2 separate regions of the Cricetulus griseus genome follow, and region 1 is linked to region 2. Evidence: chromatin contacts called from public Hi-C data. All regions are on one chromosome and are shown on one strand. The core of a region is the stretch at or near the end of the contact, and the rest is flanking DNA. Distances in the headings are between cores, read along the strand shown. Region 1 overlaps LOC100774646 (rho GTPase-activating protein 18). Region 2 overlaps LOC107979618 (a long non-coding RNA gene).

Region 1 (5,032 bases), core at 1,919-4,418, 160 kb after region 2:
CCCTTGACATTGAGAGACAAACTTCAGTGTTTAAAAAAAAAAAAAAAAGCACCCTACCCTTGCTAGAATTTCCTGGACTGTCCAATCTTCTCCATGTTTCCATTGGAAGACAATTACCATGTGGAAGTTAGAATTATTTCCAAATCACTGTTGTATGTCGGCAAACATAAGGCTGCTTGTCATGTGATCACAGTTGGAAGCGAGCATCCTAGGACTAAGGGTGCTCGGAGCAGCTGCTTCCACTGATCTCCAGCAAACACTCTCGGTGAGACTGGCTGCTTAGTCACTGTGTCTTACATTTCACTGTAATGTTTACAACAAACAGCTTTTTTTTTTCTTCAAAAATGGTAAAGAAAGGAAAGTGTTCTATGAAGTTTTTGGATTTCTTTCATCTATCTGCAGATCTTCCAACCAGAAAAGAACAATTGCAGGCTTTGAACCTCCTTGTCATCCTTCTACCTGATGCAAACAGAGACACACTGAAGGTCAGCTGGTTAATTTATGCTAAATATCCCTTAGAAGGACGCAGAGCAATTCTTTCATTATTTGTGGGAAAACAGTTTGATGCTTGTTTTGGAAATAGCAATATACATCTAAAATGGGAAAGAGTGCTTTTAAGGACAGATGTTGAGAGACAGTCTTTCACCCTCAATTGGTTTACTAAATTGCTAATTTTATTAATATTACCAAGCATTTTAAAGAGGGTTTATTTACTTTATATGTATATCTGCATGCCTGCTTCTATGTGCAGGTGCCCATGGTAGCCAGGAGAGGCCATCAGATCCCTTGGAGCTGGAGGCATCTGCGCTTTTGAGTCTCTCTATGTGGATGTGGGAATTAAATGTTGGTCTCCTGCAACAATAGCAAGTGTTCTTAATCACTAATCCACCTCTCCAGCCCCTAGGTTATTTTGGTTTTGTAGCACTTGTATCTTTTTGAGAGAGAGAGAGTTGGTGTCTGTTAGGTCATACATGTTTGTATAGTTGTGTGTACGTGTGTGTGTGTGTGTGTGTGTGTGTGTGTGTGTGGTAGCTGAAGGTGAACATTTGGTGTCTTTTTTGACTTCATTCTGACTCATATATTGGGGCAGGGCCTCTCTTTAAAAAAATACTTATTTATCTTTAATTTTGTGTATGTGTGTGCTTGTGTGTAGGTTTGTGCTTGAGTCTGCCTGCATTGCTTATAGTAGAGAGCAACTGATCTCTTGGAGCTAGAATGACAGATGGTTCCAAGCCATCTGACATTTGTGTTGCCAACAGGTTCTCCACAGGAGTCTTAAGAGTTCTTAACTGCTCTCTGCCTGAGACAGTGTCTCAACTGAACCTAGAACTTTCTGATTGAGCTAGTCTAGCTAGGTCCCAGAATCTCCAGTCTCTGCCTTCTTCCTGTGTGTGGGCTTACAGGTGGGTTACAGTTCCCTCCTAACATTTAAGTGGGCTCTGAGGATCCAAACTCTGGTTCTCAAGCTTGTGTGGCAGTGGTTTACCCTCCGAGCCTTCTCCCCGGTGCAGTTCTGGTTTTAAGGTGTGTCTTGGCAAACAGCCCTAGCGGGACTTGAATTTAAGACACACCCCCCACCCCTGCCACCCATGAGCCACCTCCGCTTGCTCTAAGCTTTGCTTTTCTAATTTTCACAACAATGCTCTTTCTGGAAGAGCAGATGATTAAAACTCATTGATTAATAGAAAACATGGACTCTTTCTGTGTTTCCTTCTTCGATTTTTCTGTTTTCCCAATGTTACTTAGTGAGTATGTACAATAAAGCAAACAATAGGCGATTAAAATGTAAGTGCCATGTATGATGAATTGTTTCCTGAAGATGTGACTGGTGTTTATAGTTAGAAGTGGTAGAGTCTGAAATAAGTCACAATGGCCAGCTAAAATATTCGTTAACATTAAGTTACTTCTCTCAGAGCTGGAAGTTCTGACTTGTATAGTTATACTGAAGTAATTTGATAGAGTAGTCACCCATCTGATTTAATGATCTCCGTAGTTAGTATCATTAGATGTTCTTGGGATAGGTGTGGATTGTTTTCACACTGGTTAATTCTCCTGAGCCTCAAATATGCAAGCTCAGTGTTGCTAAGCATTGTGGTTTGAATGAGAAGTCCCGCACAGGCTCATTTGTTTGAATACTTGGTCCCCAGTTGGTGGAACAGTTTGGGAAGGATTAGGCAGTGTGGCCTGATTGGAGGAAGTGTGTCAGTAGGGGCAGATTTTAAGGGTTCTCTGCCTTCTACTTGTGGATCAAGATCATAAGCTTTCAGCTACTGCCTCAGCGCCATGCTTGCTCCGTGCTCGCTGATGCCATGTTGCCTGCACGATGGTCCTCACCCTCTGAACTGTAAGCCCCAAAGAAATTCTCCTACAAACTGCCTTGGTCATGGTTTCTTGTCATGGGCATAGAAAAGTAATGAGATAGTAGGGCATAGCTATAATCCCAGGACACAGGAGGCTAAGAAGAGAAGGTAGCAGGTCTGAGACCAGCCTTGGCACATATGCATAGAAAGGCCCTGACCTTGAAAATAAACAGAAGTTTATCACATGGGAGAAGGGATTAATTATAAACTTTGAAAAAAGATAGTAAAAAAATTCAATAAGCAATATCTGGTTCTGTTACTGTCTCCCCCTCCCCCCATGTGCACATGTGCTCACACCTATGTAGTACTTTCAAGGTCCAGAAGAGCGTGTCAGACCCCCCCATGGAGTTGGAGTTACCGACAGTTGTGAGCTGTCCAGTATGGGTACTGGGAACTGAATTCCAGTTTGCAAGAAGAGTGACTTCTCTTAACCACTGAATCAACTGCCCAGCTCCCCACCCTCCTTTAAAAGTTGATAGTTTTTGTTTGTTTGTTTGTTTGTTTGTTTTGGCGGGGGAAGCAGTATGAGTGCAGAAGAGGGTTTAAGTTACAGGTGATTGTGAGCCACCCCATATGGGTACTGTGAATCAAACTCTGGCCCTCTGTAAGGGCTGGGCCATCTCTCTGGCTCTCTCTTTTGTAATTTATTTGATTTAGTTTTAAAACTGTGTGATATATTATGTCACAGTCCTTGAAGACAAGGAGAGTTGTATTCCCACTTTACATAGGAACACATTTTTACAGCGGTATTGAAAACAGATACCCAATGAGCATTCTTAGCTAATGAGTAACTACTATCCTGGCCTCTAGGTTTGCAAAGACTCAGTCTTCCCATGCCAGGTTCTCTGTGTGGTTCATAATTGCTTAAAGTAGTCCAGCCATTCTTCAGTGTAGCTTTGTCAAGACCTGAGCCAGCATCTTACTAGCTTCTCTTCTCTTTCCTCCCCTCCATCTTTTCCCCTCCCTTTTCCTCCCCACCCCTTTTCTCCCTCGCATTCCTCTAGTAATATTTTGAACAATCTTATTGCATATGCACACCGCAATTAAAATAATTATCTAATCTTTGTAATTTATGCTCATAAAGAAAGAGATACACTCGTCCCCAAGAAACCGTTCTGGTCCCCGTGGAACAAAATTAAATATTTTTTCCTAAACTTCAATTAATCTTTTGTCCTCATTTGTGATCATGTTGCTTCAGTACAGCACAATGCTTGGATTACAATTTAGCTTTGCAAGCATTGTACAAGATATTAGATACATAAATTTTGCTGTTAGATATTAAGCCTTTAGTTTGTGTCAGATGTCTGAGGTCTATATTGCAAATAAACCTGATATAAGATCAACCTGTTAGCACTAGAGACTGCTTTTTTGTTTGTTTGATTGTTTTTGTTTCTGCCCTGAAATCTTGTAAAAAGGCCAGTTTTATTTGGCTTTGTTCCTTCCATTTGGGTCTAGCCTATTTTGACTTCTCAGGTAGGGATTTTAGGATGACTATGAAAATGTGATTCCTTGCGTAGTTAGGAGTTCAGAAACAAAAGCCATAGAGAGCTGGTATTAAATTCCTTTCACAGCATTTGCTGGCTGTGTGCCCTTCAGTATTCTTTAAGACACCACTTCTTCCTCAGCAAACTAGGGTAGCTATAGTGTCAACCTCTCATGAGGATTAAAATGATGACCTCTAAAATGTGTCTGGTACGCTGTCTCATTCATGGAGAACATCAAACACACATGAAGCTATTGTTAATCTGGAGAAACCCAACTGAAAAAACAAACAGGCAAAAGAACCATTGCATGCCTGGTCAGAGAAGGGTGACTCAGCTGTTGGTGTCTCTGGGACCCCCGACAGCTCAGAGTGTGTGGTAGAAGTGGAGTTGGCAATGTTGATGCTGAGCAAGACCTAATGTAGTCTGCAAAGCTCCTGTTCATTCATTCCCTCAGTTTTAAAAAACCTCCCTTTTCCTTGGTATTTCTTGGTGGCTCCTTTTCTTCCCCTCACAACAAAGCTCACTTTGTTTAGTTTTGTGCCAGCAGGCTATAGAGTCCCCTAGTGAGAATGAAACTAAGGTAGAGTGCACTTTCTCAAAGATTTTCTTCTTTTTCCTTCCTTTTCATTTTATATCCTTCCCTTTCCTCCCTCCTTCCTTGAAGTGAAAGAATAAGCATTTTCTGAAACGTGTAAATGTTTATATGCTATTTGAAACTACTTTCAGGGCTCTGCAGTTCCTGTAGACTTAGAAGCCTGGATTGCTACACATCTCTCTGCCATGTCAGAGGCACTCTCTGCCTTGCTGCCCAGTGCCATGGGCTTCGGGGAAACAAAGAACCATTTTGGGCTTCAACCATCTGTCTGAGGAACTTTGCTGATATGGCCTGTTGGATAGAGATAGGTGGTTAAACATGACTCATATTACATGCATACGTGTGTGTGTGTGTGTGTGTGTGTGTGTGTGTGTGTGTGTGTGTGTGTGTGTAGGCCAGAGGTCAACCTTGGGTGTCATTCCAAGGAGCCTACTCTGTTTTTTGAGAGAAAATCTCTCTCTGACACCTAGGGCTGACCGGATTAGGCTAGGCAGGTTGATGAATAAGCTCATTTCTGCCTCTCCAAACACACACTATCTAACCCAACATTTTACATGGGTTCTAGGAATCAAACTTGACTCTTCAGGCTAACC
Region 2 (4,893 bases), core at 1,224-3,723:
TTTACTATCCATCTAGTTTATAATACTTTTGTAATAGGCAGTTCAAGCAAACCCTTAACAAATTCCTAGATTTCCCATTCAGATCATAAGATAACAACACTAAGCTTACATCTTGGACCATCTGACACAGACACTGTTGTTAGCATCTAAGGGAAACAGAGAAGTTAAACAGCTTGCTTTAGAAGGTAGAGATTGTTTCCCTTGCATGTGGGATCCCGTTTCAATGGTTTGTAAGAAGAGCTGCTGTTTTCTCATCATCATTATGACATTCTTGACGTTTTTGTGTGTTTGGGGCCAGTTTTGTGTGCATGCTAGAACAGTGTTCTACAGAGCTGCGTTTCTGGAACTGAAACCTGTTGCTTCTTTTGCCTCATGCATATTAGTTTTGTGTGAACTTACTCCTCTAAGACTTCAGTAATATGTAGAATTTCTACATTATATTGTATGTAGAAGTTTACATTGTAGTGTATATATAGAAGTCTACATTATATTGTATGTAGGTGACTACACTGTAGTGTATGTAGGCAGCTACATTGTAGTGTATATGGAGAACCACATTGCAGTGTATATAGATAGCTACATTGTGTTGTATATAGATGGTTACATTGTACTGTGTATAGACGGCTACATTGTATAATATGTAGACAGCTACACTGTATCATGTGTAGATAGCTACATTGTATTGTATGTAGACAGCTACATTGTAGTTTATGTAGAAGTATACATTGTATTGTATGTAGACAGCTACATTGTATTGTATGTAGACAGCTACATTGTATGTAGACAGCTACATTGCATTGTCTATACACTGTAGAAAGGTCATGTTCTCCTGCCTTCTGGGTTGTTATGGTATTAACAGTAAGTACAAGTATGCTAGGGAGTAGAGGGCAAAGATAAAAGAAAATGATGATTGTTGTTATAACCAAATACTTATTCCAAAAAGATTTTTTCAAGAAGATGATATCTTCTCTGGGTGTGGTTATACATGCCTGTAATCCCACTGCTCAGGAAGGTGAGGCAGGAGGATCTCAAATCTTACGTTAGTCTAAGTTACATGATGGAATCCTGTCTCAAAATTAAGAATTCTCTTAGAAGAATATGATAGAAGCAGCCTAACACATTTTCCTACTTATCTGTGATTAAGGAACTCAACCTTTGTAGTGTAGCAGACTTTTGTTGAATTTAGATTTTGTTAAACATTGGTTCTTGAACAGTATTATTCATACATGTGCCAAATAAATTACTTTTTGTTGTTTGGTTTAAGACTACAGCAAATACCTAGGAAGTTCTAAATATGGTGGCCGAGATATTTATGGTAGGTGAGGTACATGTGTCAATTCACTTCAAACTCACAAGATTAAAAACAATGACAGGTATTAATGGTAGGTCTAGTAGACAGATAATGAAATTCCCACCCCCCCATAGAGAGTTAAATGTAGAGCCTGAGGTCACTTAGCCAGTAAGCATGAGGAATGATAGGGTTGAGTTCACACTTGCTTAAGAGACCATCATTCTTGCCAGTGACACTGTACTGCATTAACCCAGGGGAAGAATGTTAGGAAAGCAACTATAGTTAATTAACAGTCTGTGTTTGAGTTGTCCATATGGGCCACAACGATCCTTCAGTGTTAAAGATGGCTGTTGCTAGTTGATACTATCATTGATTATGGGCTCTATTAGGCACTTCGCTATTCTTTCGATAAAAAAATTCCATGGCAGCTCTCTGAGGTAGCCATGGCAGATAGCTGGATGATATGATATCCATTCTATACACAATGAACTGCAACTGAATAAAGTATATACATTTCCCAGATTCCCAGTTATTGGTCTAATTTCAACACCACTGTATTACTCAATTCTTTTCATGTGTGTATATGATGTGGAGTGTGTAGGTGCATGTGCTTGTGTATGTCATTATATATATATATATATATATATATATATATATATATATATATATATTTGAACATCCAGAGGCCACAGGAAGATATTGGGTGCTATTCATGCTATTTTAGATTAAACACTACATTCTGCTCTGTCTTATTCCCTGAGACAGGGTCCCACCCTGCTGGGCTATCAGACAGAAGGCTCTAGCCATCTCCTGTCTCTGGCCTCCACAGTGCTTGGGTTCTAGGTATGAGCCTGACCTTTGCATGGGTTCTGGGAGCTGAACTCAGATCTTCATTCTTGAACACGAAGTTCTCTTACCCAATGGGCCATTTCTCTAGGCCCCAATTGCTTAAATATTTTTTTAGTGAACACTGTGTGCTTCTTGGTTTTGTTCTGCTGAAAGTATTTGGTTAATAACGATGAACAGTAAAAGTCAAAGACTGTCCGTCAAAATCTCAGAATAAAGTCAAATCCCTGGTTTATTAGTAATTATTTGTGTTTCAAGCCACCAGAAAGCAGAGACTCAGCTTCATAGGGGAAAAACAATGGTAGGGCATTGAACTAGATGTGGTCTTTGTTGAATCAGGCTTTCATTTTCCTAGCCAGGATCCAGCATGAAAATTCAATGAAATAATCCCCTGATGGCCACTAGATGGCGCATGAGAACAAAAGAGATGGTGATATTTATAGGCCACAGCAACCCTTCTTTCAAACAGTTGTAGAATTTATTTTCTAAGTGTCTCATTGAATTCAGACTAATAACCAATGTCAGAAATGCCCGACCTTTTATTTCTCCAATATGAAACTCCGAGTTATTCCCAATTTGATAAATCTAAGCAGAGAGCCAATTCTTTATAATTTTTTTTTTTTTTTTGGCAGAAGATTAACCAAAAAGGGCTCCTTGGCATCATGTTATTCAATAACTCTTGCCCTAGCTGTAGCAAAATTATAGAAAATTGAATGTATGAAAAAGATGACAGAATTCCAGAATTGTCCCTGTGAACTCTACGAAATGGATTGCAATGTTATTTTGGATGACAATATGTTTGTTACCATGAATACAGGCTTCTGGCATGACACAAAGAACAGGGCCAAAAATCTTCCAAGCTCCATCTGCAGAGGTGAAACAAAAAGCTAGGTTGTGAAACGGGCAGATTCTATAACTCAATTGATTTTTATTTCAACTATTATAATTTCCATTTTAGACATTCTCTTACAGTTATTATGTGTGCTGTGGTTTATGTGTGGGGGCTCAGACATGTGTGTGTCATGGCACATATGTAGACCTCAGAAAGAAGCTTGGGGAAGTTGGCTCTCTCTGTGTAACATGCAGGACTTCAGGTCCTCAGGATTGATAGCAAGCCCCTCTACACGATGAGCCATGTTGTTAACATGTAATTTTAATTTCTTCACTTCATTACTCCTATTTCTTGTGAGCCATGGAACCCAGGGAGGCAAGTGGAATAAGAAGCAGTAAATAAAAGCTAGAAAACTAACGACTATTGTATAGCTGAGTCAAAGATTGAATGTTTCTACCGGATAGTTTCATTTGACCCAACCCATATAATTCTCCCACTCCCCTTTTTGATGTCTCTAATGCCAGGGAAATAATGGAAATTATGGTTAGAAGGGTTAGTCTGAGCCTTGTCCCTTTAAATAAGCCAAGCCCTCAGTTAGAAAGCACTTTTCAGTGTAGAAGAAAAATGGCATCATCAAGGGGCAAAGGTAAGAGTCTTTCCTTGTCACAACTGCACAAGCAAAGTCACAGACCTGTGAGTAAGGGTGAGCCAATAGTTCCAAAGCAAATCTGAGACTTAACCTATCACACACTCACATGTAACTAGTGTAAGCTGCTGTTTGCATTCTCTCATTTAATTCCTCTCTCAGTTCTGTGATGGAGGGGGCTTGATTATTGTGTGTGTGTGTGTGTGTGTGTGTGTGTGTGTGTGTGTGTGTGTGTGTGTGTGTTCTCGCATGCTCGAGCACCTGCCTACATACCTAAGGAAGTCCAGAAGTAAGTCCAGGGATTGATGGTTGTCTGTCAAGTGATGGTGCCAGCTTTGATTTCTCAAGATCCAACTTGTAAGCACATCAGTGTCATCTTTCTGGAGATAAGTGACATTCAAATGTTTGGATCAGCATATTCTTTAGCTACCATCTCACCTGTCTGGTCCTATGTCCTTCCCTCTCTGCTCCAGTGACCACAGAGAAATAGTTTTACTTAAAAACTATTTTACTTAAAAACTTTTGCCAAGCAGTGGTAGTGAACACCTTTAATCCTACACGTGGGAGGCAGAAGCAGGCAGATTTCTGAGTTTGAGGCCAGGCTGGTCTACATAGCTAGTTCCAGGATGTGTATGGCTGATACACAGAGAAACCCTGTCTTGAAAGACAAACAAACAAACAAAAAAACAATGTTGATGCATCTCTAGAACACCCCACCCCCTCCCCGACCAAGAACTGCACAGGGGAATGTTTTATGGGAGGGGACCTCTGGCTTCAAGTAACAGTTGATGGCAATAGAAGGTGGGGGTCAGTTTTCTTCAGCACTGTAACCCATGATAGGAGCCTGTGAACCAGTGGATGGCACTCCCCACCATCAGAATATAAGCAGCACTAACTAGACTCAGGATGTTTTAAAAGAAGAAAAGAGAGTGGGGGGAGGACAAGGTAGTACAAAGTGGGGAGGGAGATGGAAGAGTTGCTAAAAGAATTGGAGAGGAGAGTAGGGAGGCAGATATGATTTAAATACGTTGTATTGCATGTATGAATTTACCAACAAATTTTTAAAAATTTAAAATGTAGATGGAAAAAGAATACAGTTTGTTCTGTTTTTCCCCACTCTTTACAAATAAGAAATTGTTGGAACTCAAATTCTAATGTTAGTCAAGTTGACCTTTCTTTTTAAAATTTTATTTTATCTCTTAGTTTTATGGCTGTTCTGTCAGCAGGTGTGTCTGGGCATCACATGTGTGCCTGGTGCCCTTGGAGACCAGAAGAGGG

The links. A called contact is a pair of places that touch in the nucleus more often than the background predicts.
Region 1: a Hi-C map of liver shows a contact between it and region 2, with 3 times the contacts expected there. The contact joins two enhancer-like sites. A contact is called at or near these places in 7 of 8 Hi-C or Micro-C datasets (the CHK-Q cell line, the CHL-YN cell line, the CHO-K1 cell line and 2 more).

Annotation. Positions count from the first base shown.
Region 1 is chr2:245,871,688-245,876,719 of CriGri-PICRH-1.0, forward strand. It overlaps LOC100774646 (rho GTPase-activating protein 18), which reads left to right. Exons shown (of 15, transcript XM_027402874.2): 10 at 403-485. Among named protein-coding and RNA genes, the nearest start is that of Tmem244, 240 kb to the left of the region's middle. Within about 2 kb of position 3,169, at least 1 of the 6 cell types and tissues checked has open chromatin away from gene starts, as enhancers often do.
Region 2 is chr2:245,709,783-245,714,675 of CriGri-PICRH-1.0, forward strand. All of the region lies in intron 5 of LOC107979618 (a long non-coding RNA gene), which reads left to right. Among named protein-coding and RNA genes, the nearest start is that of Tmem244, 78 kb to the left of the region's middle. Within about 2 kb of position 2,474, at least 1 of the 6 cell types and tissues checked has open chromatin away from gene starts, as enhancers often do.